Linked DNA regions of Gasterosteus aculeatus: region 2 is linked to region 1. The links are chromatin contacts, called in public Hi-C maps. All regions are on one chromosome and are shown on one strand. The core of a region is the stretch at or near the end of the contact, and the rest is flanking DNA. Distances in the headings are between cores, read along the strand shown. Region 1 overlaps dglucy (D-glutamate cyclase). Region 2 overlaps ccdc88c (coiled-coil and HOOK domain protein 88C).

Region 1 (7,305 bases), core at 1,995-4,494:
TCTTTACTCACAACGGCTGGTGCCAGTGTGCAGGTTACAAACAAGCAACTATAACCACAGTATATATATATATCTAAAACACCTGGTTTTAGTCTGGGTTTATAGATAATAATTGTGATGTGTTTTTGTTGTGTCGAACGTATGCACTGTCCCTCTAACCCCTCCGCTTTAAAAGAGTATTATGTAAACCAAGAAAGTACATATGAACCTTTTAAAGATCTTAAAATACCAATTATATATAGCATATATATTATAAATCTCAGAAAGAAATCTTCTTCAAGAGATCATCTAGAAAGCTGTGTGTGTAGGTGTGTGTGTGTGCCACCTTGTCCACAGATGGCAGGTTAGCGGTCCAGTCCTGCAGCTGTTCTTGGGGGGTTGCGTGCTCCACACCCAGTCCTCGGAGTCTGTATCTCTGGTGGGAGGGGCAGGTCTGGAGCAGGTAGAGCCCACAGGCCACAGCATATCCTCCCCAGTTGGACACCCCTTCATGAGAGGGGTTAGGGGGGGCAGGTAAACCATAGACACAGGCTTATCCTTACAAGGGGAAATCCAAAGCTTTCTCACTGTGTAATTGTAGTAGTAAAAAACAAAGCCACTAGCAAGTGTGCGTGTTTTGCTCAGATTAAGGTCAGGTGGTAAAGTCTTTTGTGTGTCTCATGATCTTAAACATGGCCTCACTGTAACAGCAGTGATGACTGAAGCTGTGAAGCTGAAGATGTTGTGAGATGGTAGAAGAGTCGGGTCAGTTCAGAACTTAAATGAGTGACAACCCATCTATACTCGTTGTGCTCTGTGTCTATTGTTGACTGTGTGAGTCTGTATGATTTGTTTCCCCACTGATATAGTTCTGCCACCGTGGAGCTTTCTGATCCATTTGGTACTTTTTGTGGGACAACAAGGAGAAGCCAGGCATTCTGTATGTGTGTCTGACACAGCATGAGCATTCTGTCCTATGGCATGTGGTATGGAGTACATCATATTGCAGTGCTGACTGTGCAGCGTTTAGGATGATGGCGTACCGGCAGTGACGGCGTAGTCTGCAGGAACATCACAGGCTATCAGCCCCCCGTTGGGCATCATGGTCCTCACCTTGTCCCTCAGTCCGCCCATCCCCAACTCATTACCACCATCCCCGATGCCTTAGGTCAGAGAGAGGAGCGCCTCAAAACACAAACTTTCTAGACAGCGGCAACAGCGAAGGGCGTGTCAGAACATGTTTAGTGTTTTAAATCTTTAAATTATAATAAAAAGGTATTATGAGGAAAGGGGCATGGAGACAATGGAAGTGTTACCTGTAGTGATTATTCCGGCTATGTCCTTGGCAGCAATAAACAAGTTATCAATGGGATCCACCAGATGTTTGATGTTGACTCCTCTCATGTTGTAGTAATTTCCATCTTTAGCACGTCCAGTGCGCTCTATCGCCACCAGGTGGTCGTACCTGGTATCACACGAACAAGCACAGTACACCAGATGTGTTGGGAACACTAAATAATGTTTTACATTATGTGTCATTTAGCTGACGCTTTTATCCAAAGCGACTTACAATAAGGATACAAACTCAGAAGGACAAGAAACAAGAAAGTGCAATATCACTAACTAAGCCGATTTACAACTCGCTATAGATAACAGCCTCTTAATCTCAAGATCAGTCTACATCTTAGGTCGACTACCAGCACTTAGTTTTTGCACACAACGCGCCCCCCGTTTTAGCATGTTTATCTTTAAACTTTATATATATGTATGTACTGTGAGGATAAAGACCTTTGAGAATCCTTGTATGTTGTCAATGTGTCTCCTGTTTGCAACCATTATTTAATAAATGTCCTGTTTAAATATTTTACACTGGTGTTGAGAGAGGCCAGGATGCGCTGGAGGAGAGTGACAAGATGCTTTTTCTAGCAAAACCGGGCTGTGTTTTCTTCATTATGAGAGAAAGCTTTCAACAGTCTCTAGTACCTACTTACTTAGTCGGGCTCATCAACAGAGCCGGTCCCCCACTGACTGACTATAACATTCCACCGGTCACTCCCCTTCATACTGCACATGTCACTTTAACTGTAATTTATCACTTTGTCGTCACTTTGTTACTTGTTCGCTAGTGCACTTTATGCTTAATATTTTTAAAACTTTTTTAATATTTTAAATTCTTAACTTTAACTTTATTCCCTTGTTTTATACTAACCCATAGCCTTATTCTACTAACCCATTGCATTAGCATTTCATTTGACTTTATTTTATTACTTGTGCACTGCTGGTGGAACTTCATTTTTTTTCATGTAAATTGCTGGAAGGGAATTTCTTTTTTTCATGCTTTAGAACTGAGAACTGGAGACTGAAGTTGTGATGTTGACCTAAATTCATACAGAGATGATGAAAACATCTCATACGTAGGTATAGTCATAATCCGTAGTCCCCGGAGACTGAGAAATATACAATAGGTTGTTATATTCATAATCCGTGGTCCCTTGGGACTGAAAAATATATAATAATAGGTTGTTATATTCATAATCCGAAGTCCACGGAGAATAAGAAATAGATATTCTCCATAGTTTGTTGAGGACGGAAAATTATTGTAAAAAGTGTTGTGTACATATAATGTGTATATATATATATATATATACATACACACATACTCATATATATATATATATATATATATATATTTTATATATATGGCTCTATACCCATATGATGGGAGAAAAATATGTGTGAATGGAGCTTATAAACGAGCCCTTAACAAGGGGGGAGACAAGCACAAGTGAATAATGAGACATGTGACATCATGTGATTCATCCTCCTCATATGTTTTCCAGCGTATATTTTTGTGAGTATACAGATGAAGTGATATACGGGAGAGGACCCTCCTACGCGTGTTTTTAACCCAACCCTAATCCTCTCTCTCCAGCCTTCATCCGCCTGTCTCGTCCTCTTACACCCCAGTCCCCATCAAACCACAGCCCTGGTCCCACACAGGCCGAGGCCAGACCTCGGGTCTGCATTGACCAAAGCTATGAGCCAGCTCCCACCAGCACAGGCAGAGTGAGTGGTAAGCAACAAATACCAGTACAGGGAAAAGATTGAATTTCCAATGACAAATGAAGGCCGTCCTTCTTCTTTTCCTTCTTTAAAAAAGCACAACAAGCCCTTTCATTATGTTCTGATCCTCAAGGACAGGTCGGCTCACCTGGGCTTGTTGGGGTCTCCATGGTGACACAGGAAGTGTAGGGCAGAGTCTGGGCCGCTTTCTTCAAACGTGACGATTGGAATTGCAGTTTTCAGCACACCTAAGGGTGGCATTACAGACTATCGAACCAAGACAGAAACATTTCATTTCAGCAGCAATGATGAAGGACCAGGACACGACTGGAGGTCCATCTCTTCCCCACCTGTCCTCACTGCTTCATCAACGATGGCCCGGTTCATCTCCAAGGCTCTCCTGTCCGTCACCATTGTCACCTGTTTCCCTAGAGACAACAGCATGGTCGCCATGGCGATGGCTCCAGGCGGGCCGTCAGTCTCGTCAGGGGGACTAAATGTGAAACACATTTAGGAGCCATGTTTTGAGGTTCCTGTTTCAGACGCCCTAACACTTAAAGGATGAATCCAAATATTTCACTATAATGTGTTGAAAGAACCCGTAAAAAAGGAGTGTGACAACCACTGCTTGACTTTGTATGTAAACGTACCTGCGTCACAAGGGTATGTGTCTGGTGCGGGTACCTACCTTTGCATGTGGTGTGTTGGAAAGCCAGTTGTTATAGCAACGGAGTTGGAGTGCGAGAGTGCCAGACAAGAGCGCAAAAGTTCGTCCTGAACAAATAAAGCTCTGATCCCTCGCTGGCCTGGTTGAGAGAAAAGATACAGACTCACATCCACATCCATCGAAGCTGCTGCTGACAAACGCTGAACCCCCCAACATCCCGCTGCCAGCGGAGGTATGGACCCCCCCTCTAAGCTGAATAACACCTTCCAACATCATCACTTCACACGTTGGGTTAAAATGTTCTGGCTACTTCGTTTAGTAGTTTGGTTTATAATCTAAAAGGCTGGTGTGACGTCAGGCGGGACTGACTCGAATAAGCTTTTGTGATCATTACATTAAATTACAGGTCATTTAGCAGACGCTTTTATCCAAAGCGACTTACATTACATTTTTAACCCGTGGCTTTTTACAATTTTGCCCGGGGAGCAATTAGGGGTTAGGTGTCTTGCTCAGGAACACTTCAACTTGGGACATGGGGGCAGCTGGGACTCGAACCACCAGCCTTGCAGTCCCCTGCGCCACGACGACCCCACAAGGTCAAGATCACGAGGTAAATGGTACAAGTGATGCGGTGTAGCGACAATGTTAACATACTGATGCTCTCATCATCCTGCAGTTCTCCTACAGAGCCAACAGGTCTGTAGACGATGCTGTCAAAATGGCCCTCCACTACATTCTCCAGCACCAGGAACCTACGCCAGGATCCGGTTTGTGGACTTCAGCTCTGCTTTCAACACCATCATCCTGTCTCTGCTGCAGGACAAACTCTCTCAGCTGCAGGTGCCCGACTCCACCTGCAAGTGGATCATAGACTTCCTGTCCGATAGGAAGCAGCACGTGAAGCTGCTCTCCCTGTACACGAACAGCTGCACCTCCAGTCACCAGTCCGTGAAGCTCCTGAAGTTTGCATCAGCTCCATCACCAAGAATGATCAGCAGAGGTTGTTCTTTTTGAGGCAGCAGAAGAAATTCCACTTGCCAAAGACGATGACGGTGCACTTCTACACTGCCATCATGGAGTCCATCCTCTGCTCCTCCATCACCGTCTGGTACGCTGCAGCAACAGCCAAGGACAAGGGCAGGCTGCAGCATGCACTATGTTGTCTTATCGGTTTGGTTGTCCACTGTCTAACTATCTGCTGTTATGCACCAACCAAGTCAAATTCCTTGTATGTCTAACATATTTTGGTAATACATGTTCCTGATTCCTGGTCCTGATCCTGTTTAATATTAATTTAGCAAAGAATAGTTATTTGGTCTAATAAACAAATTCTGAATTTGACCTGATGAGGACACATCTTGACAGCCTGTAATAACACAATTCCAATCAGGAAAACATCCCAATGACCTCACTCCTTGCACGTGTGTACCTGGGTCCTCTCCAATAATTGTCTCCAGCTGTCTGATCTTTGCCACGGCCCTCTGAGATGCCAAACTGAACAGCAAGGGATTGTGGGATATCTGGAAGCAGCAGGGAAACAGTTCGGCGTTGGGATTTGTGGAGGGCTCGCCATCCACGGAGCTTTCGCTGGGTTGGTGTGGAGGAGAAGGGGGCGAGTCTGGGATGTCAGTCAGGAACATACAGCCTGGGGAGTGACTGAATGCCAGATGAGGCTCTGCAGAGGGGCGGAACACCAGGTCATGAGACATGAAACGACTATGAGCAAGTTCAATCCAGCATAACGCTTACTGCTGCAGAGTATTGCTTCTATAGCGGTCACTCCACAGGCCCAGAACACAGGGACATCTCCGGGCAGCAGTTGGACCGGCTCTCCGTAGTCCGGTGTGGACAGGTCGTGTATGCCAAGGAGAGCTGCACACGCACAGAGCAAAGTTATGTGAATCATAATACATTCTATCGGTCGGTGTCGATAGACGGTGATGGTTGCTGGTGTGAGCGTGTCAGCGCAGGAGGTCAGACAGATGATGATGAGAAGTCTGTGGAGCCAGGGGAGGTTCTGAAGGACTGGGGTCATGTGATCTCCGGTGGAGTGGGCTGAGTTCTGGATGCATCGTGGTGGTGCGACGAACGGGATGCTGTTGCAATAGCGCGGTTTGAGCAGTAATGAAGTTGTAAACGGAGTAAAATGTGTGTGTACCTGGGTCTCCGATGTGGACAGGAGCTCCATGAGCAAGCGGGTTGAGGTGAGTGACCTCTACTGCTGCGTCCAGCATGGCGGCAGGAACAGGACGCATTGTGACCACTAGAGGGCAGCTGAACAGTCCTGCAGGAACACAGCGGACAGCAGTCTATACACACACACACACACACACACACACACACACACACACACACACACGGCATCAAGCTCCTCAAAAGCTAGTATTTTATTGCATCTTCTGTTTTGTAACACCAAACAATGTATATCCTCGGCTTTACAAAATGTTGATAAACTATTTTCACATTTCCAGTATGTTTGGAACAAATCCCAAATGCACTAATCCCTTTTTTCCCTCTTGTAAGGGTTTTTTCATTTTTTGGGGAGTTTTTCCTGTGCCGATGGTGGGTTTCGGGGCAGAGGATGTTGTATGTGTACAGACTGTAAAGCCCTCTGAGGCAAATTTGTAATTTGCGATTCTGGGCTATACAAAATAAAATGACTTGACTTGACTTGACTAATCAATAATAAAAGCTATAATATATCTTGAGTTGCAGCTCTGGCGTAGACCTCAGTTCTATACGGAAATGAATGTTAGAAAATGCCATTGAAACCCACAAATAGTCAGTCAACCAAATATACAAATTAAATTGTCAATGTCAATAACTTGATGATGTTAAGGTAAGCGGGTCGTCCCTAACAGGCAACTAACTGAACCTGCATCACTGCCCTGTATCCACAGCATTGGACGGGTCATTTCTACTTGGGGTCACACGGCAGATATTTGACCGTACCCTGTACATGCTGACGTTTGTGCCTTGCTCCACGTTTCTGACCGGGACTCCAGCTTTCCTCAGCCGGCCCTCAAAGCCAAAACTGCAGCCCAGATAGAAACAAACCATGTCTGACCACGGGCCATGAGGGGCAGTGCCGGGAGCACTGTGAAAAGAGGAGGAGGGAGGCTGGTCGGATCACAGAGTCGATTTGAGACAACATCGGTTTCATTTGGGAGAGGGGCATGTACCTGTATGAAACCCAATAGAAAGAAAGTGCTACAAAATAGCAATTAGGCTTCAAATATTTAAATAGGAATCCCTTTTCTTTAAAACCTTTATTTTCATGCTTTAGCCCACAGGTCATGGCTTTGGGGTTCCCTCCTTTAGTGCAGAGATTGGTCGGTCCTTTGTGAAATACCTCGGCTGAGCGCAGTAACTCTGCAGACTTGAGACCGTTTTCACCAGACAACCCTCTTCATACACATGGTACTGAGAAATGTCCGTCCTGAAGACACAGACAGACACAAAACGTTTGTCAAGTCCCTTACACACTCACACGTACAGAATTAGGTCTCAATCGGGCAGATCGCGTATGTGTTGATATCAGATTGGGCATTGACTCCGATACCCCATCCAGAACTTCAGGCTGGTACTGGTAATGG
Region 2 (7,610 bases), core at 2,017-4,516, 33 kb before region 1:
TTGTGTCCAAGAGAGGAGCTGTGTCTGTTTGGAGGGTTTTTGGTTTTGGAAAATCCAACGTGAGTTACGTTTAAAAAGTTATAAAACAATTTATTGCAAAGTTTGTCGAGCCTCTGGTGGCAACACTAGCAGCCACAACAAGCTACCACGCCAGCCAGTTGCGAGCAAGTTGGCCGGCGAACAGCTGTTTGCAGCCACAACAAGCTAACACGGTAACAAGCTAACTGCCGTTCAGGTAGCCACGGTCCTCTTTGCGATCAATGAATTTGTGTTTACTTGAAAACAATATTGTGATATACCACGATACCGTCAGAATCTTAATACTGTGATATTGATTTTTGGCCATACCGTGCAGCCCTACCAACAACCCTTCTTCAGTGTTTGTTTATATTATAATGGTGCGTGAAAATGTACAGGTCTATTATTTGATGAAGACTCTCGCCACAACTCCACTGACTCCGTGTCTGGTCAACATGGCAACGGGGGAGGACGCCCAGGGTCTGCAGACTTCAGCCACAACACCTCCAGCTCCAACTCGCCTGTCAACGGCAGAGGTCCGCACACACGCACACACACACGCACACACACACGCACACACACACACACACACACACACAGCTGTTCAGTGGTATACTGTGGTATCCTGGTAGATAGATAATAAAGTGACATTATCTGGTCTCTATACAGCTCATGCATGTTTTATATATAATATTCCTCAGGTTTCAGTCTGTAATAACTCAATATTTCTGACTGTCTCAGACTCAGCAGATCGTCAGGCTCGCTCAGCCAGCATCTCTAGTGATGACGTCATGGGTCTGAGCCAATCACAACTGACACTGTCACGTAGCTCCACCCTACCATACGACCACGCACCACAGAGAGCCCAACCGCAACGAGAAGGCGGGGTTAGGACAAAGACCCGCCCATCATCCCCTGGAAGTGAGATGGTGTCGCTGGAACAGTTTCTACAAGAGAGCAACCAAAAGTCCCCTCCTATGGTAAGAGTCATATGCATATATTATGAAAGGCAGGTTTGCTAATATGTTCTGTATGTACACACATGGAAACAGGTACATAGACTCAGTATCCACCTCGCTCTCTACACATCTCATCCCTGAGACAGTGCGTTACCCTACAATTAAAACATTGTAATACTAATACAACACATTCCTTGCCTCTTCTGTGGTGCATTTTAGTGCCAAATGGGTTAAAGACCACGGCCTCACAGTGACTAACAAATACTCACCAGTGAGACGAGACAAATTGTTATTACAGGGCTCCCACGGGTGTGTTATTTCCATTGGAGAGGTATCTGTACAGGTCATGTCAGGCATTATAATGCGTGATTGGGGTGGAAAGTAAGACATTACAGATAAGTCCCCTCAGAAAAACGGAATGTGTTTTTTATGAGAATAAAATTCCTTGCCTATGATTATGAATGAATCACTCTCAATCTTAAACCCATCTTGAAGATAATGGTTGATGTGGTGCATGTTGGGATTAATATGAAAGCATAAACAAGGCAATGTTATGATGGAAAGGAGCCGTTGATGAATTCTCCTCCGAGCCTCGAGCCCCCGCAGTCTGCTGGTGTTTGTTTGGTTTTGAGCGGGTCATTCATCACACATAACACTCACCGGACAGCCATGAGACCCCTTGAAGGGGTACCACAAGGAACCTCCCGGCTCCTTGTGTGAGACTGTATGGTGCAATCGTGCAGTTAAACTCAAGACAGACAGGCAGGCAGACAGAAAGAAGAAGTCCTTTCTTTTAGTTGGCTGTTGTTTGCTGAATTGTTATTAGTCTGGAGAAAAGCCAGTGAAGCATTTGTTTTCTTGGGTCAGATATTTGCCGTACTGAGAGGAGGTTTGACTGTTTCAGGATAAAACAATCTTTAAGGATGATGACATAAAGGAAATAAATTTAAGCTCTTGAGTTCCATCGGACCGCTCAATGCAGTTCTGTTGGACTGTATGTCATTTCTTCCTAGAGTCACATATTTGAGGTTACGCCAGCCTTTGATCAGTTAATAAACAGCCTTTAATGTGCTTCACCATAGAGCACATGAGTGGCCGTCCAGAAAAGTGAGGCTTAAATGACGTGTTAGTCATTGTCCAAATTCCTGAAGTAATACTTTCCACCTCTATCCACCAGCTGTGAGGGAGACTCCTGCCTACAAATCAGAAATTTCATTTCCACCTGTCATCAGTGTTCAGACCGTGAGAATATCGCTTAATGCCGATCTGCTGTTTCATTAAAAGAACTGTGACGCCCATCATAATTCTTATTCATCGATGACACCAAAAACAGTTTGCTAATGACCTTGCAATAATTTGTTTTCTTGCAAGAAAAATCGACTTGGGTGAAAACTGTGTTCCCAATCCCAATTTTAGATTTTTTGCTTGTTTAAAAATGTGTTTTTACCAAAATAACATTTTGCTAGCTGTTTAGCTGAATCTCATTGGCGGATGTACTCTGCTAAATGTTTTTATAATACAGTGTTAATACTGGGGGGGCGGGGGTCATCTCTTTTGAGCCATATTCTGGGAGGTACCACATGCTCCATATTCCCAATGTTTCCCTCAATCCAACTACCACAAAGCATTTTACACACACAAAACAGGGCCAGGCGAAGTACTTGTCCAACGGGTTGCTGCTTTACGGGGCTCTACAACTTTTCTTGACAAGGTTTTACGTTCCACGTCTTATGGCACTTTCCCCCAACACATGTTGAGTTCAGTCTGCTTTAGTTCATTTGACAAAATTAAAACGCAGCTGTAACAAAACAAGTTACTGATATTTTTTAAATGGTTCCCGAAGTTCCATGTGATTACAAAAGCCTACAAAGTCCACAACGAGGTGGAGACATCCGTCCAATGTCCAAAGTTGGAGACAGTCACTGAACCGAGTAGCGTACCATACTAATGTGTCACACAGCAGCTATGTCCGTAATCAATCAGTATATACAGACGGGTAGTGGTGTGTGACCTGTCATCTGCTGTGTCGTTAGATATCGGAGTCACTGAACCTGTGAAACCAAATTTCCCTTATTTATTCTTTCATCTTTTTTGTCTAGGTGTCAACAGGAAGCAAGGAGGACTTAATGACGGACTATTTCACCAGAAGTCCCGCCTCCATGGCTCCCGCTGGTAGAGATCAGGTGACCCCCACCAGCTATGTCACGCCCACTGTGCAGTCGTCCAACCAGAGGCCAGGCCAAAGCGTCAAACCCTCGCCCCGGCAGCCTGTAGGCCAATCCCCGGTCTCCGGCCAGCTCGTCACCCAAAGAAGCAGCCAATCACTGAGCAGGGCTTTCAGCCTCGCCTCAGCTGATCTCCTGCGCTCCAACGGGCCAGACGGTTTCCGTGGAAATGAAGGCCAATCAGATGTGGTCATTCGGAGACAAGGCGGGGGGGCTAGTGCAAGAGAGCGTCCGCTCTCTGCTCGACTGGCTGGCCCGACCAATCAGCATGGAGAGGGCAGCTTCTTGAATCCGCCTATTCATCATTCGTCCTCTCTCAACCTGCAAACAGAGAGGCAAGCAGAGAGAGAAAGAGAGCGAGGAAGGACACCCGTCTCTCGAAACGGCCCCACCTCGTCCACTACCTACCACCACCGCGGAGAGGTCGCCATGGTAACCCCAGTCAGGGCTGTGCCAGCAACGCGGCCTGACGAAGCCTCTGAGCTCGGGGAGGTGTTAATGGAGGGGCAGTTGGGTGACTCCTCCCACTTAAATAAAGAAAGCGCGACGGCGGGGTGTGTCTCTGTGGAACGCCCAAAGAGCACGCCTGCTTCCCCTGACCCCAACGACGACCCTCAGACTGTGTGGTACGAGTACGGCTGCGTCTAAACACTGACTCTAATGAACCTCCCTGGGTGTGGCTGTGTCTAAAGACAGAAACCAAATGCTCAGACTACAGTCTGCTGTGGCTGAATCCAAACCCGAGCAGTCTGTCTCTGGACTGCGTTTTGTACCGTGGCATGCATTGTGGATAAGAGATCAATCGTTGATAATCTTCCTTAGCATTCAGACATGAACGCCGCTACACTATAGACGCTTTCTGAGATGGCTGCAATTCATTTGTCTGCTGTTTTATTATCGCCCCTGTTTTTAAATTTAAATTTAAATGGAAATCTGAAGTCTCACAATCCAGCACACGTAAAACCTACACGAGTTCGCGTCCTCGATGCAGAATACTGAATGGCTTGGTCTATGAGCTGGAACTCTTTTGACCTTTTGGCCCCTGAGAACGTTTACCTGGAGGCCAGAGAACAGATCTTCCTCACCGAGAGAAGTGGTTTGACTGAAGCGAAGGCGACTAGAAGCACCAGAACGACTGAATGTATTAGATTTCTCCTCCTCTGTTATCCTGAACAAACACTGGAAAAGAGGAGAGAGAGTAGGAATGGACTTGAGGGAATTGAACCAGAGACTGTCGATGCAGAAAGGCGGGGAAAGGTGAAGAGCCAGAATTAATCAGGAGGATGGATAGATAAACCGGGCCGGAGGGGAGGTGCTCATCCCAGTTAAACTACAGTCTTCTCTCTCCATCTTTTAGATTATGTCCCAGCATGCAACACTCTTAACACTTTACTGGAAATGTTGCACATTGTGAACCAACAGTAGTTTTACTTACACACACACACACACACATGGATACATAATGATATACACAGACAGAGAGGAGCTGTCCTTCAGGGGCTTGGTTGTTGAGTTGGACTTTGTTTACACACACACGCCACTGGGTAAACCACTGGGTTTTGGTATGGTGAAGTGCCCACTGCACAGGGAGACACTGGGATCGGGAGAGTTACTCTGCACTTTGGCAATAGAGGTTTTATGATGACTGAAGTGTTTGTTTGTAAACATGATTGTGTTCTCATGCTATGATGGTGAATCATGTTGTGCTCCTTTCACTCAGTCCGACGCTTTGATCCACAATGGAGCTCTGTAGAACCATAGAAGACGCTGAGTATTTCACCTGTCGACATAACTCTTGTATTTCACCTGGTCTGTATCTTCAAGGTTTTTGTTTTGATGTGACCGACTTGGGACAACCGTTTTACATTTTGTGTCTTTTACATTATATGTGCCTTGTAACTTTATGGGAGGAGAAGCCTCTTCCTCTGAACCTGCAAGGTGCATTATTGGAGGGGTGGGAACACAAGTGCCCCCATAGCCGAGTTTGTTTTGTCTCTGATTTAATACGTCTGAATATAATCATTTTTATGGTGTTGTTAGGGTTTGAATTGAATTGCTACTTGTAATTATTTGAGCAACAGTTGTGGCAATCCACGGGTGTGGGCAAAAAGAATCTGCTGGGAGTCACGAGTGGTTGCACAAAAAAGGTTTGATTTATTTCTAAACGTCCAAACAAAAAGAAAAAAAAGCCAAAGTAAGTTCTTCCTCTTTGGAGGGTTTGGGTCCTTCGGTCCCGCTCGACGGTCCAGCACTCGATCTCCTCACTGCAGGGAAAACAGAAGAAAAGTCCTTAGGGGTTAACGCATATGTGTTAGCGCAGGCCTCGGCCTGACGTCAGCTCCTACTCACGTCTAGTTCTCCCTGGCTGTTGGAACGGTTGGTCCTTTATAGTGGGGCTCACCTTCATCAGCCTCATGAGCCGCAGCTGTGCCGCTCGTTGTCTCCCGGGGGGGGGGGCGGGGCGTATCCCCTTTTAGTCACCTGACCTTGGTGCTGATTGGTGCTCCTAGGGACCTGCACCCGTGGGTTGCCACAACTCCCCCACCCCAGCAGAAAGCCGGGACCCCGCCGTCCCGCCCACATACAAACGTCCCGCCGGGACAGTGCATCCGCGTTAGCATGTTCCTTCCCTGGTCGGTGCTCCACCGTGAATTTATAGTCCTGGAGGGTCAGGAACCAGCGGGTGACCCTGGCGTTGGAGTCCTTTGCCTGCGCCATCCATTTCAGGGGGGCATGGTCGGTCACCAGGGTGAAACTCCGCCCCAGGAGGTAGTAGCGAAGCTTGTCCAGTGCCCATTTTATGGCGAGCGCCTCCTTCTCCACAGTAGAGTAAGCGCGTTCGTTTGGCAGAAACTTTCGGCTGATATACATCACCGGGTGCTCCTCTCCGTCTCGTACCTGAGATAGTACTGCGCCCAGTCCCACTTCCGACGCATCTGTGTGGACTAGGAATGGGAGAGAGAAGGCAGGCGTTACTAGCACCGGTTTGGTGCACAAAGCCTGTCGTAGGCACTCAAAGGCCCCGTTAGCTTCGGTGTTCCATTTGACCTTGTCCGGCCCCCGTTTTCTCGTCAGGTCATGCAAGGGGGCTGCCATAGTTGCGTAGCGGGGAATGAACCTCTGGTAATACCCCACCAAACCTAGGAATGATTTGACCTGGCGCTTGGTCTTGGGTCTTGGCCAGCTGAGAATGGCCTCTACCTTGGCATCCTGGGGTCGCACGTTGCCCCGTCCTATGCGGTAGCCCAGGTAAGAAGCTTCCTCTAGGCCCAGCCGGCACTTCTTTGGGTTTGCCGTGAGGCCTGCCCCGCGAAGGGCCCCCAGAACAGCTCTCAGTCGGCTCAGGTGAGTCTCCCAGTCGTCGCTGTGAATTACAATGTCATCGATATAGGCTGCGGCATACCCTTGGTGCGGCCGGAGAATCTTGTCCATTAACCGCTGGAATGTGGCGGGGGCTCCATGGACACCAAAAGGCAACACGGTGTACTGATATAGGCCTTCGGGGGTGGCGAAGGCCGTCTTCTCTCTGGCCCGAGTTGTCAGCGGCACCTGCCAGTAGCCTTTGGTGAGGTCCAAGGTGGAGATGAAACGGGCCGTTCCCAGCCGGTCTATCAGTTCATCCACCCTGGGCATAGGATAGGCATCGAACTGGGAGGCGTCGTTGAGTCTACGAAAGTCATTGCAAAAACGGTAAGAGCCATCTGGCTTGGGCACCAGTACCACTGGGCTGGACCAGGCACTGTGGGACTCCTCAATGACCCCCAGCTGGAGCATTCTACTCACCTCCTGCCTGATGGCCTCTCTCCTCGCCTCGGGGACACGATACGGCTTCACCCGAACCGTTACTCCTGGCTCGGTCCTTATGTCATGGGTGGCCACGGCGGTCCTGCCCGGCAGGTCGGAGAAGACATCCAGGTGCTGCCACACTACCTCACGTAGGTCTTGCAGCTGACTCGGGCTGAGATGGTCTCCCATGGGCACATTCGGTAACGGGATCCGAGCGGTAAGGGCCGGGGTGGGTTGCGCCGGCGGTCCTGGAAGACTCTGCCATTTTTTAAGAAGGTTAACATGGTAGAGTTGTAGGGGCCTGCGCCGGCCAGGCTGACGTACCTGATAGTTGGCTTCATTGACCCGTGTCACCACCTCATAGGGTCCCTGCCACTTAGCCAGGAACTTGCAGTCTGCGCTGGGGACCAACACAAGAACACGTTCTCCTGGTTGGAAGGCACGTACCTGGGCACCCCGATTGTACACTCTGGCTTGGGCCTGCTGTGCCTGTTGCAGGTGTTCCCTCACTACTGGCCAGACTTGGGCCATCCGGGTCCTCATTTGGTCCACGTGCTCGATGATGGTGCGATGGGGTGAAGGCTGACTCTCCCAGGCTTCCTTAGCGATGTCTAAAAGTCCG

The links. A called contact is a pair of places that touch in the nucleus more often than the background predicts.
Region 2: a Hi-C map of skeletal muscle shows a contact between it and region 1, with 2.3 times the contacts expected there. The contact joins two enhancer-like sites. A contact is called at or near these places in 2 of 6 Hi-C or Micro-C datasets (skeletal muscle and tail fin).

What each region holds. Positions count from the first base shown.
Region 1 is chr15:16,293,655-16,300,959 of fGasAcu3.hap1.1, reverse strand. dglucy (D-glutamate cyclase) reads right to left here. Exons shown (of 15, transcript XM_078088988.1): 4 at 7,062-7,148; 5 at 6,662-6,806; 6 at 5,868-6,018; 7 at 5,459-5,581; 8 at 5,139-5,384; 9 at 3,731-3,848; 10 at 3,393-3,535; 11 at 3,191-3,290; 12 at 1,296-1,444; 13 at 1,023-1,142; 14 at 326-486. Among protein-coding and RNA genes, the nearest start is that of dglucy, 7.7 kb to the right of the region's middle. Within about 2 kb of position 3,244, at least 1 of the 9 cell types and tissues checked has open chromatin away from gene starts, as enhancers often do.
Region 2 is chr15:16,326,662-16,334,271 of fGasAcu3.hap1.1, reverse strand. It overlaps ccdc88c (coiled-coil and HOOK domain protein 88C), which reads left to right. Exons shown (of 31, transcript XM_040199257.2): 29 at 417-554; 30 at 760-998; 31 at 3,077-5,104. The coding sequence ends at 3,850. LOC144388409 reads right to left here. Exons shown (of 3, transcript XM_078089524.1): 1 at 7,313-7,610; 2 at 5,604-7,246; 3 at 5,334-5,466. The coding sequence ends at 5,615. Among protein-coding and RNA genes, the nearest start is that of LOC144388409, 7.9 kb to the right of the region's middle. Within about 2 kb of position 3,266, at least 5 of the 9 cell types and tissues checked have open chromatin away from gene starts, as enhancers often do.